Linked DNA regions of Mus musculus: regions 1, 2, 3, 4, 5 and 7 are each linked to region 6. A link is a contact called in public HiChIP or PLAC-seq and promoter capture Hi-C data. All regions are on one chromosome and are shown on one strand. The core of a region is the stretch at or near the end of the contact, and the rest is flanking DNA. Distances in the headings are between cores, read along the strand shown.

What was found. Promoter capture Hi-C pulls out the DNA fragments that hold promoters and counts their contacts. HiChIP or PLAC-seq counts read pairs in DNA pulled down with a chosen protein or histone mark.
Region 1: a contact with region 6 is called in an H3K27ac HiChIP or PLAC-seq map of embryonic stem cells, with 3 times the contacts expected there. The contact joins the enhancer-like site here to the promoter of Tep1 in region 6. A contact is called at or near these places in 5 of 39 promoter capture datasets (cranial neural crest, embryonic stem cells, hippocampal neurons and 2 more) and 1 of 115 datasets of contacts at active chromatin or transcription factors (embryonic stem cells).
Region 2: a promoter capture Hi-C map of liver shows a contact between it and region 6, with 4 times the contacts expected there. The contact joins the promoter of Zfp219 here to the promoter of Tep1 in region 6. A contact is called at or near these places in 8 of 39 promoter capture datasets (the 3T3-L1 cell line, 3T3-L1-derived adipocytes, embryonic stem cells and 4 more), 1 of 484 Hi-C or Micro-C datasets (B cells) and 1 of 115 datasets of contacts at active chromatin or transcription factors (embryonic stem cells).
Region 3: a promoter capture Hi-C map of stem cell-derived epiblast-like cells shows a contact between it and region 6, with 3 times the contacts expected there. The contact joins the promoter of Armh4 here to the promoter of Tep1 in region 6. A contact is called at or near these places in 8 of 39 promoter capture datasets (cranial neural crest, embryonic stem cells, frontonasal cranial neural crest and 4 more).
Region 4: a contact with region 6 is called in a promoter capture Hi-C map of liver, with 5 times the contacts expected there. The contact joins the promoter of Hnrnpc here to the promoter of Tep1 in region 6. A contact is called at or near these places in 8 of 39 promoter capture datasets (the 3T3-L1 cell line, 3T3-L1-derived adipocytes, the C10 cell line and 4 more).
Region 5: a promoter capture Hi-C map of stem cell-derived epiblast-like cells shows a contact between it and region 6, with 2.4 times the contacts expected there. The contact joins the promoter of Arhgef40 here to the promoter of Tep1 in region 6. A contact is called at or near these places in 9 of 39 promoter capture datasets (the 3T3-L1 cell line, 3T3-L1-derived adipocytes, cranial neural crest and 5 more).
Region 7: a promoter capture Hi-C map of pre-B cells shows a contact between it and region 6. The contact joins the promoter of Supt16 here to the promoter of Tep1 in region 6. A contact is called at or near these places in 6 of 39 promoter capture datasets (the 3T3-L1 cell line, cranial neural crest, hippocampal neurons and 2 more) and 1 of 9 other capture datasets (adipose tissue).

The regions. Positions count from the first base shown.
Region 1 is chr14:49,828,120-49,831,071 of GRCm38.p6, forward strand. No RefSeq gene overlaps it. Among named protein-coding and RNA genes, the nearest start is that of Armh4, 46 kb to the left of the region's middle. Within about 2 kb of position 1,527, at least 32 of the 459 cell types and tissues checked have an H3K27ac peak or open chromatin away from gene starts, as enhancers often do. A contact at or near this core is called in embryonic stem cells and stem cell-derived epiblast-like cells, where this site is marked.
Region 2 is chr14:52,019,360-52,022,335 of GRCm38.p6, forward strand. It overlaps Zfp219 (zinc finger protein 219), which reads right to left and starts at 1,374. Exons shown (of 5, transcript NM_027248.2): 1 at 1,164-1,374. Tmem253 (transmembrane protein 253) reads left to right here. Exons shown (of 7, transcript NM_001033805.3): 7 at 1-428.
Region 3 is chr14:49,781,932-49,785,273 of GRCm38.p6, forward strand. Armh4 (armadillo-like helical domain containing 4) reads right to left here and starts at 1,452. Exons shown (of 8, transcript NM_026142.5): 1 at 1,337-1,452. The coding sequence starts at 1,345.
Region 4 is chr14:52,102,316-52,105,689 of GRCm38.p6, forward strand. Hnrnpc (heterogeneous nuclear ribonucleoprotein C) reads right to left here and starts at 1,706. Exons shown (of 9, transcript NM_001170981.2): 1 at 1,574-1,706. It also overlaps a transcript of Rpgrip1 not described here.
Region 5 is chr14:51,983,511-51,986,495 of GRCm38.p6, forward strand. Arhgef40 (Rho guanine nucleotide exchange factor (GEF) 40) reads left to right here and starts at 1,323. Exons shown (of 24, transcript NM_198249.4): 1 at 1,323-1,481. The coding sequence starts at 1,479. Gm16617 (predicted gene, 16617) reads right to left here. Exons shown (of 3, transcript NR_045728.1): 3 at 2,879-2,985.
Region 6 is chr14:50,868,924-50,871,905 of GRCm38.p6, forward strand. It overlaps Tep1 (telomerase associated protein 1), which reads right to left and starts at 1,631. Exons shown (of 55, transcript NM_009351.2): 1 at 1,490-1,631. Gm26782 (a long non-coding RNA gene) reads left to right here and starts at 1,373. Exons shown (of 3, transcript XR_874615.2): 1 at 1,373-1,633.
Region 7 is chr14:52,195,447-52,198,495 of GRCm38.p6, forward strand. It overlaps Supt16 (SPT16, facilitates chromatin remodeling subunit), which reads right to left and starts at 1,793. Exons shown (of 26, transcript NM_033618.3): 1 at 1,639-1,793. The coding sequence starts at 1,704. Chd8 (chromodomain helicase DNA binding protein 8) reads right to left here. Exons shown (of 38, transcript NM_201637.3): 38 at 2,705-3,049.

The DNA of each region.
Region 1 (2,952 bases), core at 277-2,776, 1.0 Mb before region 6:
TCTGATATTATAGGCATGAGCTACCACTCTTGGATCATACTACCTATTAATGTTTAAATTCGTATGTTATTCCCTATAAAAAGATCTGAGAAAGATGTGATTCACCTATCTAGATTTGGAAACATTAAATTTGTTCAGATTTTAATAGGTGCTGCCTATGTTTACTAGTGTATTTCTGCAGCCAAACTGCCTCTTTGTACACTGACAAATGTATCCTATTTTCTTTCCTTTTAAAAAGATTTATTTATTATTTGTAAGTACACTGTAGCCCCTGTATTCCATCTTCTATTCCAGAAAAATGTATTCCATGGAAATATTTCCTATGAAAATGGTATGAAAAGTCTAATTTGCTTCATTGTGTTAAGTTACTAAGGACAAATATTGATCTCCATCACACACACACACACACACACACACACACACACACACACACACAGAGTCTGTACATTCCAAATGAATCTTCTCTCCTAGACAGCTACAGTTAGCTTATGTTGTCTCAACTGACATCTTTACATCTTGCACAGGAGCAGGCTCAGCTCTTCCTAGTCGTGTGTGCACAATGGCCTGTCAGTGCCAGGTGCTGTGTAAAATGATGACTAAGTTCTTGTCTTTATGGTAATCATGTGTTTTCTGTCTCTTGCTGTTTGCGTGCTGTTTATGAGTCTAGTGCTCGTTTAAACCCCAAATTGAATATTTAAAACAGTGTCAATGAGGTGATGGCCCCCAATCACATCCTTCTACAATTTGCTTTGTTTTTGTGTACACCACTGGCACAAATTCTGTTTCCAAGAAGTGAAGGCTCAAAAGTATAACATATAAAATGTATCACCACAAAGTAGTATGTATCTCTCATTTTGAATAGGCTGACTCCTTTTACAGTTTCAAGAGAAAATCCACAGTAGTCAGCAGTTTTTGCAAAATCAATAATCAGCCTAGCCAATCTTTAGTTCATCTTTTCCATGGATGTGGAGTTTTATACACAGGTTTTACTCATCTACCTAAATCAAATATTCTTTACAGTAACTATTGTTGCTGAAATAACATATTTTATTCCAGATTGTGGGGCAATGGGCTACGTGCGTGCAGACAGCCTGGTTTCCAGCCCAGGCTAGATCTTGAACCCTGGGAACTGGTAGTGATAATTCACTTACATGGGATGGAAGGAGTTCTCTCATGTCTCCTGGATCCTGGCTCCTGTCGGAGTTCCCGCCCCCACAACCCCCACAGGAGAGGCGTGGCTATCAGCCACTTAGGAACGGCACTAAGCCCTCTCACATGCAAATAAGGTTTTCCCCAAACTCTCAGCCCAAGCCAATGAGAGGAGCTTGTTGTCAAACTCTAAATCACAGCCAGAACTGTATATAGGAGAGCCATGCAGGCAATGAAAGAAATTCGAGAACTATTCCTTTGTCTGACCCTTTTGTTCCAAGAGCTGTAACACTTGGGAAGAGATCTTCTCTCCCTAAGAGCCCTTCTGAGTTCCGCAGCATTCCTTCCTGGATTGTTGGCTTTTCAACGACCCAGGCTCGGAGTTACCTAGCGACCCGGAAGGCGTGGCAGAGGGTACATCTGTCTCCCTCCTGCACTCACTTCCCTTGCTAGGGCATTCCCACCCGGCCTGGATAGAGGTCTCCGTGGGAAACTTCTGGTACCTAGGCCCACACCAGGTAGCTCAAAACTCATACACATAAGGCTAGTTCAGCTTCTGTGATTGAAGTAGGTTATTTGTCTTGGCTCCAACCTTTTATTTTCTCATTAACCTAGGTTTAAGATTTATTTATCATGCATACAGCATTTTGCCTGCATGTACACCTTCAGGCCAGAAGAGGGCACCAGATTTCATTATAGATGGTTATGAGCCACCACGTGGTTGCTGGAAATTAAACTCAAGGACCTCTGGAAGAACAGACAGTGCTCTTAACATCTGAGCCATTTCTACAGCCCATTAATACAGCTTCAAATTAAATACTAAAGTGTTAAGGCTAGTTTTCAGGAAAATTTAAATAATATTTTCTATTAGACATTTTTGAAATTTAACGTTTTCAATAATATGGTGTGGATAAATATGGGGAGTTTCAAAATATGTTTATTTGTATTCAGAAGAGAGAAATAAAGTAAACAGAGAATTTTAAAGAAGCAACATCAAGGAATATCCCTTGATTTTTATATTTGTTTAGCTTGTGTGTGTGTGTGTGTGTGTGTGTGCTGCGTTTGGCATGCATGTGTCATGGTACCATGTAAAAGTCAATGGACAACTTTAGAAGTTATTTTCTGCTTCCATCATGTGGGACCCAGTGACCAAACTTAGGTCGACAGATAATTTTACTCACTGAATCATCTCACAGAACTATGAGGTTTTACTTAATTTTAAAAGATACCTCAAATAACATGTTTTAGAGTATTTGGTATTTCAGAAATTGAAAATGGAATTCTAATGAAAAACAAACCTCTTATTCAGCTTTCTGTGTCTCCTTCAATGAGATATAATATGAAAAAATTTAAAAGGTATCAAATTTCATCTCAGGGTTTGACAGGAAACTTAGTAGGTTTTACCATAGCAAAGGCTAGGTCTTGGGTAAATGAGTTTATAAGCAGGCAGAAAGGCTTCTGAGAAACATATTCTCTACCTTGGCTTTTAGGACAAAATTATGAATGGTTTCCAGAAAAAAAAATTCACAATAGCAACCCGCAGGCTTCTAACACTTTAGAATCAACCAAACCTGCAATCAGTAATAAGCAGCCACAAGTTACCAAGGGGCCAATCCGCTGTAACTGAACGACATCAGAAAAGGCAAGCTAAGTGCTGTAGAGGCTACACTGTCAGACACAAAGCATGAAATAAGCACTTACAGAGAGATGCGGAGAGAAGTCACAAACATGAAATAATAACAGGAGCTTGTAAATATGACCCAGCAGATGACAGGGAGAGTGTTAGGAGAAGAAAGAGAGACA
Region 2 (2,976 bases), core at 124-2,623, 1.2 Mb after region 6:
CCTTGGACTATAACTGGACTTCCCCCAGAATGTGCCTGAAGCCCAGAGTGCCCTCAATTTCCCCTCAACCCAGGCCCATTTCTCTTCTCTTCCCCACTAGAGGGAGATAATTTCTGGACTAGAGACCTCCCTCACCTCACGCCTCGTCAAGCAGCTTCCTCCCTTGCATTCTTCGACTTCTTCCTCCCTGCCTCTCCATCCAGCTTCATTTCACATCTGCCTCCTCTCACTGTTCACCTTTCACAATCCCATCCACTCCAAGCCGGGTTGCTGCACCAGCCAACCCAGAATCCGCGTCGGTTGTGCTCCAGGTCTCCCTTGGATCCGGGTCCTGCCTAATTCACCCGAGACTACAAATCCCAGGATGCCCCGCTACCCCGTGACCTACTGCAAAATAAAGAGCCTTCCCTCGGCGGCGGGGGCGCTGTGCATCTGCTGAGTGACGCCAGGCGCTGGGAGCAAGGCCTAGCCGAGTTTTCCTCGGACGCGACCACTGGCCCCGCGTGCGGGGAGGCGCCGGGAGGGCCGTCGCGCACAGAGGCGCCGCCACCGCGGCCAGGTCACCGCCACCGGCTGCGGGTCTCTAGCCCTCGTGCCCGCAGCTGCCGGTACTGACAAAGGCTGGGGGTCGGCGCCGGGCCAAGCCGCGCTTCCCCTGGTGCTGCCGCCGCGCCCCTCGCGCGAGTGCCCAGGTTCAAAGTCCTGAGACTTGGAGCGCGCGCGAGAAGGGGGTTGGAGATGATGAGTCAGAGGCGCCGGCCCTCCTCGCCCCCTCCCCCCCGGGCCGGGAGCTGGAGAGGACAGGCTGGCTGGGCAGGCGGGGGTACCGACCTAAGACTTTCCCGCCTCTAGCGAGCACGCTGGTGGACCGAGCCCGCGTGGCCGCCACCCTTTCCAAGGCGGGAGCAGGACTGCGCAGGCTCAGCCTTTCGGCCGCCCCCGGCGGGCCTTTGATCCCTGCAGCGGTACGGTCGCTGAAGCTCTTTTTGTACTGTGCCCACACCACTTATGACCTCTGCAAGTGTACAAAGATGATAGACTCGGTTGGTTTGGGGGAGCGGAGAAAGCCCAGGAAAACGGTGGATCCCAATAGCACCGGGGAGAGGGGGGACAGCTTAGTAGCTGCTAAAAAGTAGAGATTGACTAGGCCTAAGAGAACTCACCCCAAATTCACATAGTGCCCGGGATGGGTGTTCGCCTCACATTCATTTTTGTTCCCACTTGAGAAGGCTTCTTTTCCCTAGAGAATGCTGCTTCTCCGGGCTCAGGCAAGCCCAGGTACCAGTGAGGCTAGAGCGCAGCCTGGCTGGCTTGCCTTGACATTGCAGTGGCGCCAGCTGCAGATCCTTTCTGTTTGTGACACCTTGGGAGTGGTAATAGTCGCCCTATGACAAAGTTACGTGTGAGTATTAGTGGGTGGAGACAGATCTGGGATCAGGCTCTGGAATGGAGAGAACGCAATCCGGGCCTCCTCCATGTTTTCTCTTCCCCCAATCAAACTGCAGGGATAGTGAAGGGCTCTGAGAAAAGAATATTTTTCTTCAAAGTCAGGACGTAGTGGCCAAAGAAACTATAAAGAGAAAACAGCAATTAGCTGTCTTCCAGCTTTTACCGCGGTAATCGGAAACCTGGATATTGCATTCTGCATCTTAAGAGAAACTCAAGGACCGTATAAATGGGTCTCTTAACAATGCTGAACACTCAGGGCCAAAACCTCTGGTTTTATTTCTCATTACTTTGTGTCCAGAATAACCGACAAGGGCCTTTGTTCATTGTAAATTATTAAGATCCTAAGATGCTGGAGGCTCAATTTTTTTTCCTTTTCTTTTCTTTCCTTTTCTTTTCTTTTCTTTTCTTTTCTTTTCTTTTCTTTTCTTTTCTAAAAGGCAGGGTCTCACATGTATCTTTGCCTGCCTGGAACTTGCCATGTAGACCTTGATCCACATGCCTGTAAGTGCTGGAGTTAAAGGCACGTGCCACTCACCATGCTTGACTGAGCCTTACTGTATGAAGACCCTACTGTGTCACCATAAGTTTGCCTCCCCCACTACATCGTGAACTAAGTGTGAAGAATTGTTTATGAATTCTGCAGTGCTGCTCGCCAAATGGATACATGTTAACTTCCATCACAATTGGTTGGCCAAATTAAGTCGTAAAGCCTCACTCAGTTTCCTGGGGAAGATACTATAGAATATGAGGGGGAGCAAACAATTTAAGGAAAAGGTTGGAAATTTGTGGTGAAGCTTGAATGGCTCCGCAGTTGGGATTTGTCTACTAGCAACCATGCCTATTTCTCCTTGTTTAGTTCAGTGAGCTTCCGTGTGAAATTCTTAGTGGGAGAAAAACAAGACCAGGCGTCAGGAGACCTAGATTCTGGCTCTGTTGCTTGAGCGCATAAGATCTGTCTGAACTACACTTCATTTGCATGGCCATTACACCATGCTTCTTCTGCTTATCTTACTGAATCATATGGCGAAAATAGAGTCATGCACAAGACCTCTAAAATGATGAGGCCCTTGAGAGGTGGAAAATAAATTGTCTAAGAAGGCAGATAATGGTGTAAGTGAGTGAACTAGATTGCCTGTGAAGTGAGAACTGCTGGGAACTCAGCAGTACACACTGCTAAATGGATGTCTGTCCTCAACTCCACCAGCTACTGCCGTGGGCAGCTCTGGCTCCGGTAGTGCCATGGTTTCCGGATTTGAATAGAAGTCAGAAATTTAGAACACTCTTATTTTAAGTATTAATAATAAAAAAAATGTTTTTTTTAATTCAAGGGTCAGATTCAGCCTATAGTTCAGTAGACTGAAGTGTCAAGTTCTGCATTATGCAAATAGATGGCAAAAATTTGGGTTGAATCCTGGCTCTCAGAAGGCAGAGGCAGGAGGATCACTCTGAGTTCAAGGCCAGCCTGGTCTACAGAGCTAACTCTAGGACCTCTGGGGCTACACAGGAAAACTCAATTGTTTTGAAAAA
Region 3 (3,342 bases), core at 202-2,701, 1.1 Mb before region 6:
TACCTTAGACTTGGTGAGCCTTGGGGAGTTTTGCAATCAATATTAAGGCAGCTGCATAAGTGTGTAGTTCATTAGTCCAGCCGATGTCACAAATGCTACTGTATCCATAAGAGCAAACCAGGCTGGCTTTATAACCCTGAACAATAGGAGCAGCATTCTGACCCTGCAAAGCCTCCCTCTGGACTCCGACTCTTAGTGAATGATGCTAAGGATTTGCTGACTTCAGCTGCCTGCTCAGAAGATGCTTAGCTGAAGGAGACACACAGGGGCTTAATAGACTTCACATCAATAAAAACACAAAAAGAAGGGGGAGGCATGCAATTTCTGACCACGTATTGGTCCTCAGTGAAGAGCTCTTTCAGAACTCTGTGGGTGGTTTTCTAATCTTCTCTGAAATCCTCTTAGGTTTCAAAGGAAAACTTGCAAAGAAAAAAACATTGCAGACACTTGAAGAAGCCTTCTTTGCTATATTCCACAAGAGAGCTGCACTTTAATTTGGTACCCAAGTTTTCGTTCTAAGGAGAGGAAAGAATGTCTCATCTTGGAGAGCCCTGAATTCTTTGGCTGCTCCCTAGTTTAGCCAGGGTTCTAGTTTCCACAAGATTAGAATCTATATTGGCCGGCCTCTGTCAGTGACCAGGACACACATGCTAGGTCTCAGTGCCTCAAAACTGTGCTCTGTGCCTTGCTTGAGTGCCAAGCGCTGCAGAGTTTTCTCCCAGCTTGACCCCTAGTTCGTTTTTTTTTTTTTCTAATTAGGTTAAGTTCCCAGGGAGTGTCCTTCATTTGTCCTGGGGTACCCAGGAGAGCAAGAAGGCTCCCTGACATTCCTGCATCAAACATTCAACTATTTTTGTTTTTGTTTTCTGTAAAGTAGCAGGACCCTTTGGGGAGGCCACAGCAGTGCGCATTCGCTCCTCCATTGCTAGCTCTTAGTGGTACAGGAACACTGGGACCCAAGCTTTGAAAATGAACCACGGTCTTGAGGAACTTATCTTCCACAAGGTTGAACTGTAAGGGGAGGGGAGCAAAAGGAGCAAGTCCACACAAAAGCAGTCAGCCAGGAAGCTCTTCCTGTACAAAGGTTGCTCCCAGGTGCTGAGCAGCAAGGCTGGGTTGGACCAAGTAGTGCTGAAAGCCTTTCCCCGGCCTGCAAGATTCCTCCAGGGCTCACGGAGCTGTCCCTGCTCAGTCAGAGCCTGGGTACTGTGTTCCGGGAGGGTGCAGGGAGCTCCACCCTAGGGCTGCCCCACTCACAGAGCAAGCCCGCGCAGCCTTGGAATCCCGCCCCACCCCTGCCTCTCGCCAGGTCTGCAGAAGCCGGGCTTGTCCTCACCTGGAGCATTCAGCACAGCTGAGCGCGAAGGAAAGTGGCAGCGCCAGTGCCAGCCATCCCTGCCACGACTCACGTAGAGGCCGCCTACACTCCCTTGGCTGTCTGGGATGCTAGAGGGAGGGCGCTTGGCTTTGTTGTTTATTCATAAGACTGCAGCTAAGGCTAGGGATTGGCCAGCAGATAGGTACGCCCGCCTCTCTTGCAATGACGAGCTCAGTCACCACGCCCCTACAGTTTTGTGGACTCCGCTAACGCACAGGGCTGGATTAGAGTAGGACACCCGAGCCCGGGGCCCTTCAAGAGACCCTGCCCCCAACTGTCCCTCTTCACATCCTTGGCTTCTGCTGCAGCTCTCGCTACACTTTCAGAGAGGACACCAGATCACTGGTCCAACCAGAGCAGGAATTTCTCTGGTGTCTTGTAAACAAGCGGCACTCAGTCCTCAGATGCAGAGTGGTCCCTGTGGGAAGAGTGGGCATCTTGGTGGAGCTACTAATCAGAGGAACTCTGCAAGAACTGTTCCTGTCATTCAATCACATGTGCTAACTATCAAGTAGAAAATAAGAGTTAATAGGAGTCCGGGATTCTTTGCTCCTTCTGACACAAAGCAAGGTGCCATATAAATTACTGCATAAGAGCTGCACAAAAGCTCTGAAAATTAGAATGATCCCTTGAATGTTGAAGGTTCAGGACTACAGTTGGTGCAATGACCTAAGGCAGGGTTGCCCTTGCCTGTTATCTTTGAGCCTGTCAGGGACTCAGTTTCCCTTTCATTCTCCTAATTGTGAAGGGAAAGAAGTGAGGTTTAGAACAGGTCACACAGCACTCCCCCCTCGGTTCTGGTTCATAGGATAGCCTTTCTTCATGATGACCTTTTAAGGAGAGAGAGAGACAGAGAGACAGAGACAGAGACACAGAGAGAGAGAGCATGCACAAACGCACGCTTATCTTTGACGTATGCACCATCATCTTACTCTTCCAACTCCCCTTTACAACAGTTTGGTATATTTGAATGGAAGCCAGCAAGTGATTTTTGAATGGAATATGATTAAATTTAATTGATGGATGAAATCTATACTCTATACATGTGTTCAGCTCAATACATAATCCATTGTATGGTGACCAGGTCTCCTGCCAGATTAACCACACCCAACTAAGTGATATTTCAGAAGTTTCTTTTAAAGTCAATGGTTTGAAAATCAGGTCATGTCTTTTCATTATAAAATGTTCTATAATACGTATGGTAAGGTCCGAGCCAGCACACACACAAAAAAATGGATCAACTAAGCCCAAATTCTGGTAATTAAGAGAACTAAGGAAAACAACCCTAATGCTAAATATTGAGTCCAGAGTTCCAAGCTATGTATAAGAGATGGCAAGAGGATGCTATTCTCATTCCTCTCACATCCACAACCTGACCCATCCACAAACTTTATCTAATCAAAACTTCTTTGACATCCTCTTATCTCTGTTTATGTCTCTTGCCATGACACTCCAAAGTCAGAAATGCAGAGTGCCACTTAGACCCGCTTAATGCTGTCATTCTCTGAGGTAGCTCTTTCCCATGGGAACGGCTTTCTCTGCAGTGGCAGAAAATGATGTCAGCTGTGCAGTAAAGCTAAAACAATCTTCTCGAAGCTCATTTATAATAATTCTTTATCCTGCCCCAAACGGTCAACACTACTTTAAACAGCTCTACTTGGTAAGGTTTATCGCAAAAGCTGCTGTTAGTACACAGCAGGGATAAAAATCTATTCTACCCCACCTCATCACACACAGGATCTGTAGACCAGAAAAAGTGTTCTCTGCACATTAAAACAATAAAACTACACATTATGAATGTTACTCCCTTTAGTGGGTAAGGCAACAGATTGTATGTTGTGTGTGTGTGTAAATTTGCATAAATTCATATGTGTACACACGCCCACAGCTGTTTCCAAACAAGGCATCAAATTTAGAAACGGAGTTTGAGGACTTGTAGGTTTAGAAATTCTCTATTTAAAGAA
Region 4 (3,374 bases), core at 456-2,955, 1.2 Mb after region 6:
TGTGACTTAAACCCCAATTGTTTTTCTGTGTACCCCTGGCTGTCCTGGAACTCACTCTACAGCAGGCTAGCCTTGAATTCAGTTATCTGCCTTTCTAGTGCTTAAAGACTATGCCAGCACACACAGTGAAATACCAATTTTATAGTACGTTTACCTAATAAAATAACTCCCAATTAAATATGATACAAAAACCCCATACTCTTAGTACCAGGGATTGAATCCAGGTCTTCCTGAATACTAAGCACTAACACTAGGCTACATTAAAAAGAACTCAACACCTAGCCGGGCGTGGTGGCGCACGCCTTTAATCCCAGCACTCGGGAGGCAGAGGCAGGCGGATTTCTGAGTTCGAGGCCAGCCTGGTCTACAAAGTGAGTTCCAGGACAGCCAGGGCTATACAGAGAAACCCTGTCTTGAAAAACCAAAAAAAAAAAAAAAAAAAAAAAAAAAAAGAACTCAACACCTACAAGAGAGAAACTAATTTGTTTTTAAGCACGGTTTTACTATGTAGTCCTGGGCTGCCTTGCAATGGGTAAGGGGTCCTGTCTCAGAGCCTCCACAATACAAAGATTACTGGCCTGCACTATCATACATAGCTATAAACTGCCTTTTTGAGTTTTAGAGGGATAGGACTAGTACTGAGGTAGCTGTAAACCCTTGCTGTGCCTTTTAATTATTGTTCCCAAGTCCAGCTTGAAATTTTTCTGCTAACATCCGTGTCAGGTCCCCTCCCCCCAAAAATAAGCCTTTCCCCCTATTTATTTATTTACGAAACAGAGTTTCTCTGTGTATCCTGGGCAGTCCTAGAACTCAAAGAGATCTGCCTGTCTCTGCCTCCCAAGTGCTGGGATTAAAGGCGCGCACCACCTAGAAACTCAGTGAAAATACTTGACCTGTCTAGTACGATCCTGTCAACCGCTTCTAAGGCTCAATTCTCTCTATGACAGTAGTACCTACCTCAAGTTCCACTAACTTATGATTTGTAACCTGCAGATAAAATGTGAGCTGTAATTATTCCAATTAAAATTAATCTTCCGCACTTCCCTTTACAAACACAAGCACTCCGACTTTTAACCATTTTACCCCTAGAGGAAAAAAGTAATGATTACTCAACCTATTGTTAAAACGCCGTTCAGATGCCATGTAGCCAGCCTGGAATTTAGAAGCTTCCAGTCCGACACCACCATGTTATCGCTCCCCTACCCCCACCCAGCGTCTATCTTCGGAAGTGATAACGGAATCCGTAAGATATCCCCGACAATTACATCAACAAGCATTTCGTTCTTCGCTTTCTTGGTCCCCCCTTGGAATCCCTGATGGGCAAAGAAAATCAAAGTAGCCGTTAAACCCGAGCGCGCAGACAGGGTATTTTCGTACGCACCGTGGCCTGGAGGTCACTAGGTTGACTCCGCGCCAAGGCCGAGGCCCTGTTGCCTCCCGCATGAGACCCAAGTCCCCACCGCACGGGAACAAACGCGGCCTCGGCTTCTGCCGCGAGGCCGGTTTCCCCCTTACACACGCTGGCGGGGCCCAGCAGCCCAGGGCCTCCCCTGCACTCGCCCCCTTCGCTTACCAAAAGGAAGGAGAGAGAGAAGAGACCGCCTCTCCTACTGCGAGTCTACGCCGAGACGCCGGAGCTACAACAGCGAAGAACCACACGACCGTTCGCTCTCCGTCTCCTCACAAAATGGCCCCCGAGCTCCTCTGCCGCCGAGGCGAAAGTCCAGCCCCCGCCTCGTTCCTGGAGGCGTTCCTATTGGCTGTGACTTTTCTCGCTCCCGCTCCTAATTAGCGAGCGCTACCGCTCCTCACAATTCCGTCCAATCATAATCCGAGGTGGGTTGGGCTAATTGCGAGAATTTCCACATGCGTAACAGAGGCTAGTTAGTAATTGGTTCAGCTTCATGCCACTTAGTGACTGACGGATGGTTATTGGTCAATGTACCAGACGGAAAGCTGGGTGGAATTTTCGCCTTTGTATCGCGCACAGCTTCTCATCCGGGTATCCGGCGGATCTGACTGACGGCCGCATCGTCCTATCAGTGCTTCTGAGAGCTCCCAGGTCCGGCCAGATCACCGCATTTCCGCGGCGCGGGGGTGGGAGAGCCTGGGTGGAGTCTGGTAGCGGGTGCAAACGGCCTGCCCTAGCCCCAGGCCTAGGAAAAGGGAAACGCAAACAAGCTTCTGAGAAGGGAGGAGAGTTATCTCTAGGCCGTCTACTAGCTCTGCAGTTATTATCAAATTCAGATCCCTTCTTTCTGCCAGATTCTATAAGCTGTTGGGAGGACATGGCCTTCTCAGTGAACAGCTCCCCCTCCAAACCAACTGGGTTCTGTAGTTCTCTCCTGCAGGAGCAATTACCCGACCTCCTATAAACCCGCTTCCTTGTCCCAAGTCGCCACACAGTCTGCAAACCCAATGGCCAGCCACCTCAATTTCCCACTTTCTAGAATAGACTACTTAATCCCCTCAGGTTTGGTCTGCCACTAAAGCTCTGGTTATACTGTAGGAACATTAAATACACTGAAATGTATATATAGCTTACGGAGAAAAGGAGATTGTATCCCAGAAAAATTTCCTGATTTTTTTTAATCTTTAGATCTTTAAACCTTTGCCTTTTTCTTTCTTTCCTTTTTTTTCTTTTTTTTTTTTTTTTAAGAAAAAGATTTATTTACTGTTTTTATATGAGTACACTGTAGCTGTCTTCAGACACACCAGAAGAGGGCATCCGATCCCACTACAGATGGTTGTGAGCCACCATGTGGTTACGATCAGGACCTTTGGAAGAGCAGTCAGTCCTCTTAACCTCTGAGCCATCTCTCCTGCCTAGCCTTTGTCATTTTCAAAAGATTTATTTTATGTAAACCAGTCCAACGAGTTTATGTGTTCCCAATTTTACATCTTATTTTTAAAAAGAAAAGTTTGGGCTAGGTAGTGTTTCAAGTGCAAGCCAGCCTGGTCAAGTTTCAGGACAGCTAGAGCTATAGAGTGAAACTCTATCTTGAAAAAACAATAAATATAAGTAGGTAGGTAGATTGACAGACAGACAGACAGACAGATAATTGGGGAGCCAGAAAGATGGCTTAGCAGTTAACAACAACTGCTGCTCTTCCAAAAGACAGAGGTTCAATTTACAGCACCCACAAAAGGGCTCATCGTATAACTCCAGTTCCTGGAGGTTCCAACACCCTCCTCTGGCCTCTGGGCACCAGGCACACACATCATACACAGGACTCTTTTTACAAATTAAACAAGACTCAGTGATCGGGAGCTTGCTTAACACACCCAAGGTCCTTAGTCCAATCCCCAGTACAACAAAGTAAGAGACAAATAGAGAAAGAGTGGAGATCTGTGTGTTGCTGTTAGGGAAAGCT
Region 5 (2,985 bases), core at 73-2,572, 1.1 Mb after region 6:
GGAGATAGCTCCACAGTTCTTGCCGGTTAATCACAGGGTTTTCCCTGCTTGAGATTCTTTTTTAACCCTATGAACCAGAGGGCTCGTGTCATCCCCATGAATTAAGTTTCTCCCTTCTCCAGACCCACAGGAAAAGGGGCAGAATGTAGCATCCTAAGATGAAAAGAGCCTGTCATGGAGGCCCTTTCTTCTCCTCCTGCTCCAAGCCTCATCGACTGTATCCACTACCACACGTCTTCTAAATAAACTTTACCCTCTAACTGCAATGCCAACACCTTCACGATCTCTCTGGGAAATGAGTACCTTTCAGATCGCCTCCCAAATGTCCACCTTTTGGACCAGTCTGTGACTCAGAGACAGGCAGGGCAACCCCTTGATGTGCTGCGGTTCCTCAAGCCTTTTTGAGAGACCCCACTCGGCCTTCACTTCCATGTAGAAGTGATACTCGAGTTTGTAGGTGAGGCAAAAAAAAAAAAAAATTAAAGGAGCCTAGCCCCTTTTGTCTGAAGTGTAAGATAATAGTCACTGCCAAAAGCCCTAGCATATGGGCCACTATCGCCCTGCAACAAGAAGGAAAGATCTGACATCAGTACTAAAGCGTGGGGTCTAATCCGGGAACTGTTGCTTCCCCTTCTCTAACCGCAGAGCAACAGGGGTCTAAGGTAGAGAAAAAGGCAAAGGCAGCGTGGAGCAACTCCGCAAACGCCCCCAGACCCTACAGAGGGATCCTGATCCCGGGGCCCTGGCCTCTCAGCCGTGACACATATCCCCCCACCCCACATGCCAAGCCTTTACTTCGTAATTCCCCTCATCCCCCGCCCTCCCCAGGCTGCACACAGGAGCCCATTGTAGTCTCATGGAGCCTTGAGACCCAAGAAGGTGGAAGGGGAAGAAGGGCGGGCAAACGCCCAAGGCTTGGGGGAATACCCTAATTTCCCGGCCTTCAGCTCTACCTAAAGGGAACTAAAGGCTGTGGATCGACCTGGGCCCCAGGACCTTGCCAAGCCTTGCCACGGACCGGAGATGTGTCATGGACCCTAGAGATGGAAGAAGGCTTTTGGCCGCCGGGCAACCTGGGACCTAGGCGGGTCCCCTGCAGGGTCCCGAGCTGAGGCTGAACTGATCCCGCAGAGCGAAGAAGACGCGGGAAACCCGGGGCGTCCTCAGCTGGGCGGTTCTCGGAGGGGGCGGGGCGGGCTGGCAGCAGACAGCCAGGGGAGCGGAGGCGAGGCTTGTGGCCAGGGTTGGGGGGGCTTCTCGGCTGGGGTCCCGGGCTGGGCGGGGCGGTGCAGGCGGCCGTCTCGGCCCTCCCTGGCGGGGCCCCCGCGGCCTGGGCTGCCGAACGAGCGGGGAGAGCCGCGGTCGCCGCGCGAGTTGTCCTGCAGCTAGACCCGGCGAGACTGAGCGCCCGGAGGGAGGCGGTGGCTCACCCGCCCCGCCCGCCCGCCGGAGAGTGGGACACCTCCCGACGCCGAGCCATGGTGAGTCCCGCGAAGCACCCCGGTGTCCCCTCGGCCTTCGCGCAGCCCGCTCCGGGCCCCCAGCCCCGTGCCTCTTGTGCCCGCTTAGCGCTCCTTGGCGCTTCGGAGACTCTCCACCCTCCCATCCCCCCTTCTTTTCTTCGATCTGCGGTCCTGCTGCCTGCTCAGTCCCTACCGAGTATTGCCATGACCCTTTCTTTCTTCTGTGCCACCTCCCCATCCTTCGATGGTCTTTGCACACATCCCACCCCCGGTCTTTTTGGTCCTACCCAGTCTTCTTTTGCTGAGTTTTCCCTCCCCCTCCCTATCTCAGTTTTTCACTCCTGGAGACCCTCTGCGAGTTGGTCTGGCGGCAGCCCTTGAAAGGGCACTGTCCTGGGTCATGAGAACTGACCTGCCTGGAACCACCATTTTCCATCCCAGTCCCCAAACCCGGTGAGATGGGCCCACCCATCCGGCCCTGAGGGACTAGCCACAGCTGTGGCTGGGCCAGGGCCAAAGGGCATGTCCAAAGGGAAATTCCCTCACAGAAAGGGGGCTGTTTGGGGGTGGGTAGGGGGTGTTCCGCAGTACCAATGGGCGTGACGTTGCCAGAGCCAAAACCATAGTTTTTGGGACAAAGTTCCCCGAGGTTCATGCAGCTGCAGGGAACTGAGCTGTTCCTGACAGTGCCTGCCTCAGAGCACTGTCGCTGCAGGGAGGGATCTGGATGGAATCCTGTAGAGCAGAGGCTCGGAGAGCAGCAGCTCAGGGTACCAGAAGCCCATGTCAACCAGAGTGAACACTAAGCCCGGAACTTTCCGGCCAGAAGTACTATGAAGTACTACGGGGAGAGCGCCCACTGCCCAGGCGGGTGCAGCCTATAATGCTCATTGCAGAGTGGAGGAGGGGGAGAGGCCCTGCCAGGGCAATGTCTACGGAGAGTCTGGGAAGCATCACCCTGCTCAGAGGGTTGGAGCAAGACAGGAACTAGGCCAGTGAGCGCTGACTCAGTCTCGCCCGTCGTTTGGTCCCAGCCGACCAGAGGCCTGGTGTCTTGGGCTCCTGCCCACCTCCGCCTGCTCCAGACCCCTCCTCCCCTCCTGCCGAGGCCGTTTCCTGTGGCTGCGACTCTTGTTCAGCCATGAGCTCACCGCCCCTAATGGGTTGCAGCTGCTTCGCTGCTCAAGCAGTAGCTCCCCGGATCCTAACTTCGGAGCTCGGGCCCACCCAACCTCACCCCTACCCTTCTTCCCACCCACGTACACAGTCCTGAGAACACTGAGGGTCTGTCTGCTCGCCCACACCTTGGAGCCAAGTTTGGGCTCTGATAACACAGAATGCTGGTCTCTGGGGTGTCTGAATACCCTAATCTTCCCAAACAGCCGGGATTAAGCAACTCTGGCTGGAGAGATTTCAGAGTAAAATAAGTAATTTTTGTCTTGGGGTGGAAGCAGAACCGTCTGCAATGGGTAGAGAGCTAGTAAATGCAAAGAGAGGTAGAGAAATAAATACTGCAAAATAC
Region 6 (2,982 bases), core at 381-2,880:
AGCCATCACTTTTAACCATCTTGCTGCCCCCCCCCCTTTTAGATTTATCCAGGCGTAATTCTAAGGGGACAGGGGGGAAAAGGGAAAGCAAAAGCTTAGAGAGAAGCCTGGCATGGCATAGCGGTGACCTGTCTAGAATCACAGCTGAAAAGGAGACCATAAGAACATGGAGGCCAGCCTGGGCTACATAGCAAATTCCAGGTCCACGTGAGCACTGACACTCTCTTTCTCAAAAGAAAATGTGTCTTGCTATTCCTCTCATGTCCCTGTACTACAAGGAAAAAAAAAAAGTAGTGAGGGCTGGGCTGGCATACACCTGCACTCCCAGCACTTGAGGCCGAGGCAGAAGGGTTAGGAGTTCAAAGGTCATCCTTGGCTACATAGCAAGTTAAAAGATCAAAATCACCCTGGAATATAGGAGACTTTGTCCAAAAAAAAAAAAAAAAAAAAGGTGGGAAGCTAGAAAGATAGGTCAGTTGATAAAACATCTAGATGACAGTAAGGCTCAGTAGTCTATGACTGTAATCCCAACACTGAAAGGCAGGCAGATTCTTACATCAAGCTGGCCAGCCAGCCTACCAAAAGTAACTCGAGAAGCAATAGAATAAGACACCTGGTGTGGAGTTCTAGTCTCCACATACCCGTATATATATCCGCATATGCACATACTCTTGCACACACAAACAAACACATACACACATATACACACCCAACGAGTAATAAGGAATTTCAGAATTAATCCAATATGTATGTATGTATGTATGTATGTATGTATGTATGTATGTATTGAAACAAGGTCTCACTAAAAAGGTCTGACTGACCTGGAACTACTATACAGATTCCAACTCACAGAGAGCCACCTGCCTCTGCCTCCCCAGTGCTAGGATTAAGACATACACAGCCACATCTGGCATAATCCAAGAGTGAAAAACAAGTTCTCAATTAAAATTTTAAGTTAACAGAGAAATAAAGACATGTAATTTTTTTCCTCTCTGGAGTTTATAGAGATTCTGATTAACTTCTGAAAGCTTAAAAGTTCTTCCCCAAGTTCCAGAGATAACTGGTATTGATAGTTTTATACTGACATTCTGTGTATACACTAGTTTGTATGTATACCTGCCTCCACTCCTACCCCGGTCCCTTTTCTTTGGCCTTGCACCTGAAGCCATACTTCAGACGCTATTCTTTTCTTAGGAAGTCGTGGAGGCCTACCGCGTTGGCACCTTAGTGTCCATTACTGTTAAACGTGTCAGTCTAGTGAGTTTCTGTTGCCAAAAGTGATCACAACACTCTTCATTTGTTACAGTCACTCCCTCCTAGGATTCTTTAAGGCAAAAGGAACCCATTCTCTCTGAGCATCTATCCCTCCGCCCCACTAAGGCCACCCCACCTCCCTGCCAGCCGCCCGGAAGGACTAAGCGGCTGCACCACGCTCGCCCAGAGGTCCTTCCGGGAGTCCAGCTGACACAGGTCTCGGCCAGGGCTCTACCTGCGCTCAGGATTGGAAAAGCTGTGCGCAATGAGAGGCGCGTTGGTTCTCCGCAACGGGGAGCAGAAACCGGCCTGGGTCAGCCAGTGGACTGGTTGGAAGCAGAGAACTGAAAGAAAACCAACACCCTAGTGAGGCCAAGGGGTGAGGCTGGGCGAGGGAGGGGCGGGGCTGGGGGCAGGGCGGGGCTGAGGGCGGGGCTGCCGCGTGTAGGATATCGCAAATGCCGGGATTATAGGGTTGTGCTAACCACACCCGGTTTGATTTGCACAGTTTAGGGATTTATACTTCCGGCTAGGCCAACTTTACCAACCGAGTTGTATTTCCACCCAATACAATCATGCTCTGATGCTATTATGTATCCTGAAAATACCCCAGAGGCTTATGTGCTAAAATCATGCCAGCCTTGGGCAGCTGTTGGGAGGTGGTGAAACGTTTAGAAAGAAAGATCGCTGAGAGTGTGCCCTTGGCTGACCTTTGAAAGTCAGGCCCCTTCTCTCCCTTTTGCTTCCTTTCATCCACCATGAAAGTAAACAGTTTCGTCTGTCGCCACCCCACTCAATCCCACTCCACCCCATCCGTGAACTGCTTTGCCACAGGCCAAAGCAAGAGGGTCAAGAGATCCTTGACTGAAAACCTCTGAAAATATGATTCAGAATGGTGGCACACACATGTAATCCTAGTACTTAGAAGGCTCTGGCAGGAAGATCAAAGAGTTAACTCTACTCATGCTATTTGAGTTCATTATGTTATCTTTTTGTTACTGCGACAAACTACCTGAGATAATAAACCAAACCCTTTTGATTGTTTCTTTCTTTTTCAGACAGGGTCTCTCTATGTAACCCTGGATGTCCTGGAACTCACTGTTTAGACCAGGCTGGCTTCTGACTCACAGAGATCCGCCTGCCCCTGCCTCCCATCTCCTGGGATTTAAAGGCATACCCCACCACCAACCACCACGCCCAGCAACAAATTTTTTTAAATTTTGATTTTGGGGATTTGGGCTTTTATTTTTAGACAAGGTCTATCTATATAACCCCAGCTGGCCTGCAGCTCACTATGTAGACCAGGCTGCCCTCTAATGGCTCAGAAATGAAGAGAATCTGTTTTTGCAGAAGGCCTAGGTTCAGTACCCAGCACCCACATCATGCCTCACAACCATTGGTAACTCTAATTACCCATGGTGACCTCTTCTAAACTCCAAGAGCACTTGGCATGAAGGTGGTGCACAGACATACATAGAGGCAAAACTCATAAATACAAAGTGGAGTGTGTGGGTGGAGGTCTGTTTTGTATGTAAATTACTACTAGCCAGGTAATATACCCTTATAATTCCAGAGATTTTAAAGGCTGAAGCAGAAGGATCTCAAGTTCAAGCCAGATTCCTTAGGGAGCATTTGCCTCCATAAAATAAGTAAGTGAGTAAATAAATAAATATAAAAATGAAAAACCCCTAAAGATAAATAGTAATTTTAATAGATTTTGTTGTAGTT
Region 7 (3,049 bases), core at 543-3,042, 1.3 Mb after region 6:
CATACTCACACATCAATGACATTGGAGTAGGTATTGTGATGACTTACATAGCACAACATGTACATACATTGGATGCAAATATTTCACCAAGATCCCAATACCAAAGGATGACATTCAGATGAAAGTTTAATGTATCAAGCCTTTCTACTCAAAAGCATGCTGTGTTAAGTTATGAAAATTATAATTAAAAGCTATGTTACTGTAACAGCCTTAAAAATAGCTTGATGAACTCTGGAAATAGAGAAAACACCAATATGTTTTTAAGGGGCTAGAAAAATGCCCAGTAGTTAAAATCACTGGTTGCCCTTCCAGAAGACCAGGTTTCACATGGACCTAAACAGCAACTAAATACCTTCTGTAATTTCAGTTCTAGGGTATCCCACGCCCTCTTCTGGCCTTCGCAGGCAATGCATGCAGGGTATACACAAACATACATGAATGCAAAATACCCATAAATATTAAAAAAAAAAAAAAGCTTTAAAAGTTTATTATTTCAGGGCTGGCTGTAGAAACGGGGGCTTTTGATTATCATCATTGCATACATCATAACACAGTGACAGTAAATATTCCCTGGATAGGGATATAGCTTAATGGTAAAACACAGAGGTGGTGGTAGGGCCAATCCTCAGGACCAAACAATATAATTTTGTGATAGAGACCACTAAGTCATCTAAAAAAAATTAGCCAATAAAGTGAAAAACCCTATATTATTTTCAGCACGCAATGCATCTTGCTTAAAAGATACATAGGCTTTTTTCTGATGAGGCAGGAAAAACAACCGACTTCAGTAAAGGTTCAATTTTATTTACTAAATGACGAGCCGATTGATACAGTCTCACTATGAAGCACAGGCAGGCTTGAAACTAGTCATTTTCCTGCCTCAGCCTCAGAAATCATGGGATTACATGCAGGAGCCAAGAATGGAGAGGACCAATCAGTATAAGATAGTTTACAAAGCTGAAACCGGAGTTGGTATTTTTTCAGAGCATTTTCGGCTTTCTTTTTTATCAGTTCTATTTCCCCTCACTCACAAGGTTCAGAGCCCAGACGATAGACCGTTCAGACAGTATGAAATCAATCAAACACTTGTGAAGTTAACAAGTTAACTAGCAAAAAAGTAAGTTTGAAATTATGATTATAAAACAGGGAAACTGCCCAATCTTTGGAGAAGCCCTGGAACTTCCACAGCGTTTTCCTCAACACGTGCCCCCGGTATGCTGCCGACATGGGAAACCGGCTTTGAGGCGTCCCATCAATTAATTCTTAGGAGAGCCCGCAGGTTCCCAGCGCTGGGTCTGTGACCCACGCAGGGCCTAAGGAGAAGCAGCGGGGCGCGGGAGCAGCATTTCTCAACTCCAGCAGAGGCCGGGGAGCGGGGAGCGCCAAGAGCTCCGGGCACAGCTTTCGCGCCCCTTTCCCGCAAACGGTAATTGTGGCGGGACCTGGGCGGGCCGCTGTGGCCGCGGGGCGGGCCAGGCGCGTGCGGACCCCGCAGGCGCAGCACGGCGCGGCGAGCCGGACGCTGCCGGGGCAGGCGGGAGCGCGGCGGAGCCGGAGGTTTCTGGCTGAGGGGGAAAAGGGCGCCGGGAAGCAGGCTATTATGGGATGTGGGGCTCCCGGGGGCGCGGGGCTCCTTACCCGCCAGTTACTGTACAATCTCTTCACTCGCCGGTAGTACGCGTCTTTGTCCAGAGTCACAGCCATTGCCCTGGACGCCGCTTCCCGTCGGGCTCCGAGAATCACGCGAGGTCCCAGCTCCGCCACCCGCGCTCGGCCCGGAATCCCGCACTCTCTGTGACCCGGAAGTACCGACCGCCCGGTATCCCCTTCCGCTTCCGGGTCCCTAGAGCGTCGAAGATTTAAAAAGCGAAAAAACCAAACCCACCGCTCGTTCCGTAGGGTGGCGGGAGGAAGGGCAACCGAGGACGCAAAAGTGAAGTCAACAGACCGAGGTGCAGCGCGGGCTCGCGGGCTCTGGAAGCTCTCTCCGGCGCCAGAGGCTCCCGTCACGTGACCCGCCCACTTTCCGAGCTCCGGGCGCTCTGGGCGGCGGGCAGAGGGAGGGGAGCAGAAAGAGCGGGACCCGCGTGCAGCCAGGCGCAGGAGTGAGTCCTCTGCCCCAGGGCAGGCCAGTGACCGCCCCGGGGAAGGCACTCTCAACCAAACACTGCACCCCAGAGGGACGGAGCCCACCTTCGCGAATAAGCTGCGCGGTGGGCAGCAGAGTAGGAAGGAAAGGTTCTGTTTTCCTTTAAGAGATGGGCCGGTAGGGTGGAAGGAAACAAATGGCTCGGAGTGGCTCCTAAACTTTGTAGTTCTTTCCAGCCTCGCGAAGACCCAAGTTGTGAAGGCACCCTTTTTGTCAGCGTGTACTTTTGCTGTATTTCATGAAAAGCCACATTATTCTCTGGCTTTCCCCAAGAATAGTTATCCTGACTAATTGAAAAAAAAAATATGGCTCTTGAAATTAATCCTCGTTTAAGAATGTGAAGTACAATTCAAAATATTTTACCTCTTTATCTTGTATCATTTCCTTGGCTTTAACAAACGGGATAACCCGCCATTATATATGCCTATTGAGGACTACAAATGGCTTTTCTATTAGTTGCAACAGTATTGAACTGTAGGAGAATGGTGTTTAAATTACGCAGCAAAAAACAGTACTTATATTGTGTTTAAGGAAACAGAACATAGGAAGAATGGAAAAGGATTAACTTAAATTTATTAATGCCAAGGGGAAGGAAGGTAACAGTTCCTGACCCTCCAGCTGTAGCCACAGTTTGGCCAGGAACAGGCTCTGCCAGAGGCTAGGGCCAGCGCTACATAGTCTGTGGTTAATGGAGGCGTCTGGGGAGGGGTGAGCACACCAGCTGCTCTAAGCTCCTTTGCTTCCCCAGAAACGAGGAAGTGGTCATTTATTATTTTTTTTTTTTAGGAGTTCCCCTGCCCACCCAATCCTCTCAAAATTGGGAGCAATTGGGTACAAGTTTTTTGTTTTTTTTTGTTTTTTGTTTTTTTCTTTTTCTTTTCACCTCCTGAAGTCTTGGGT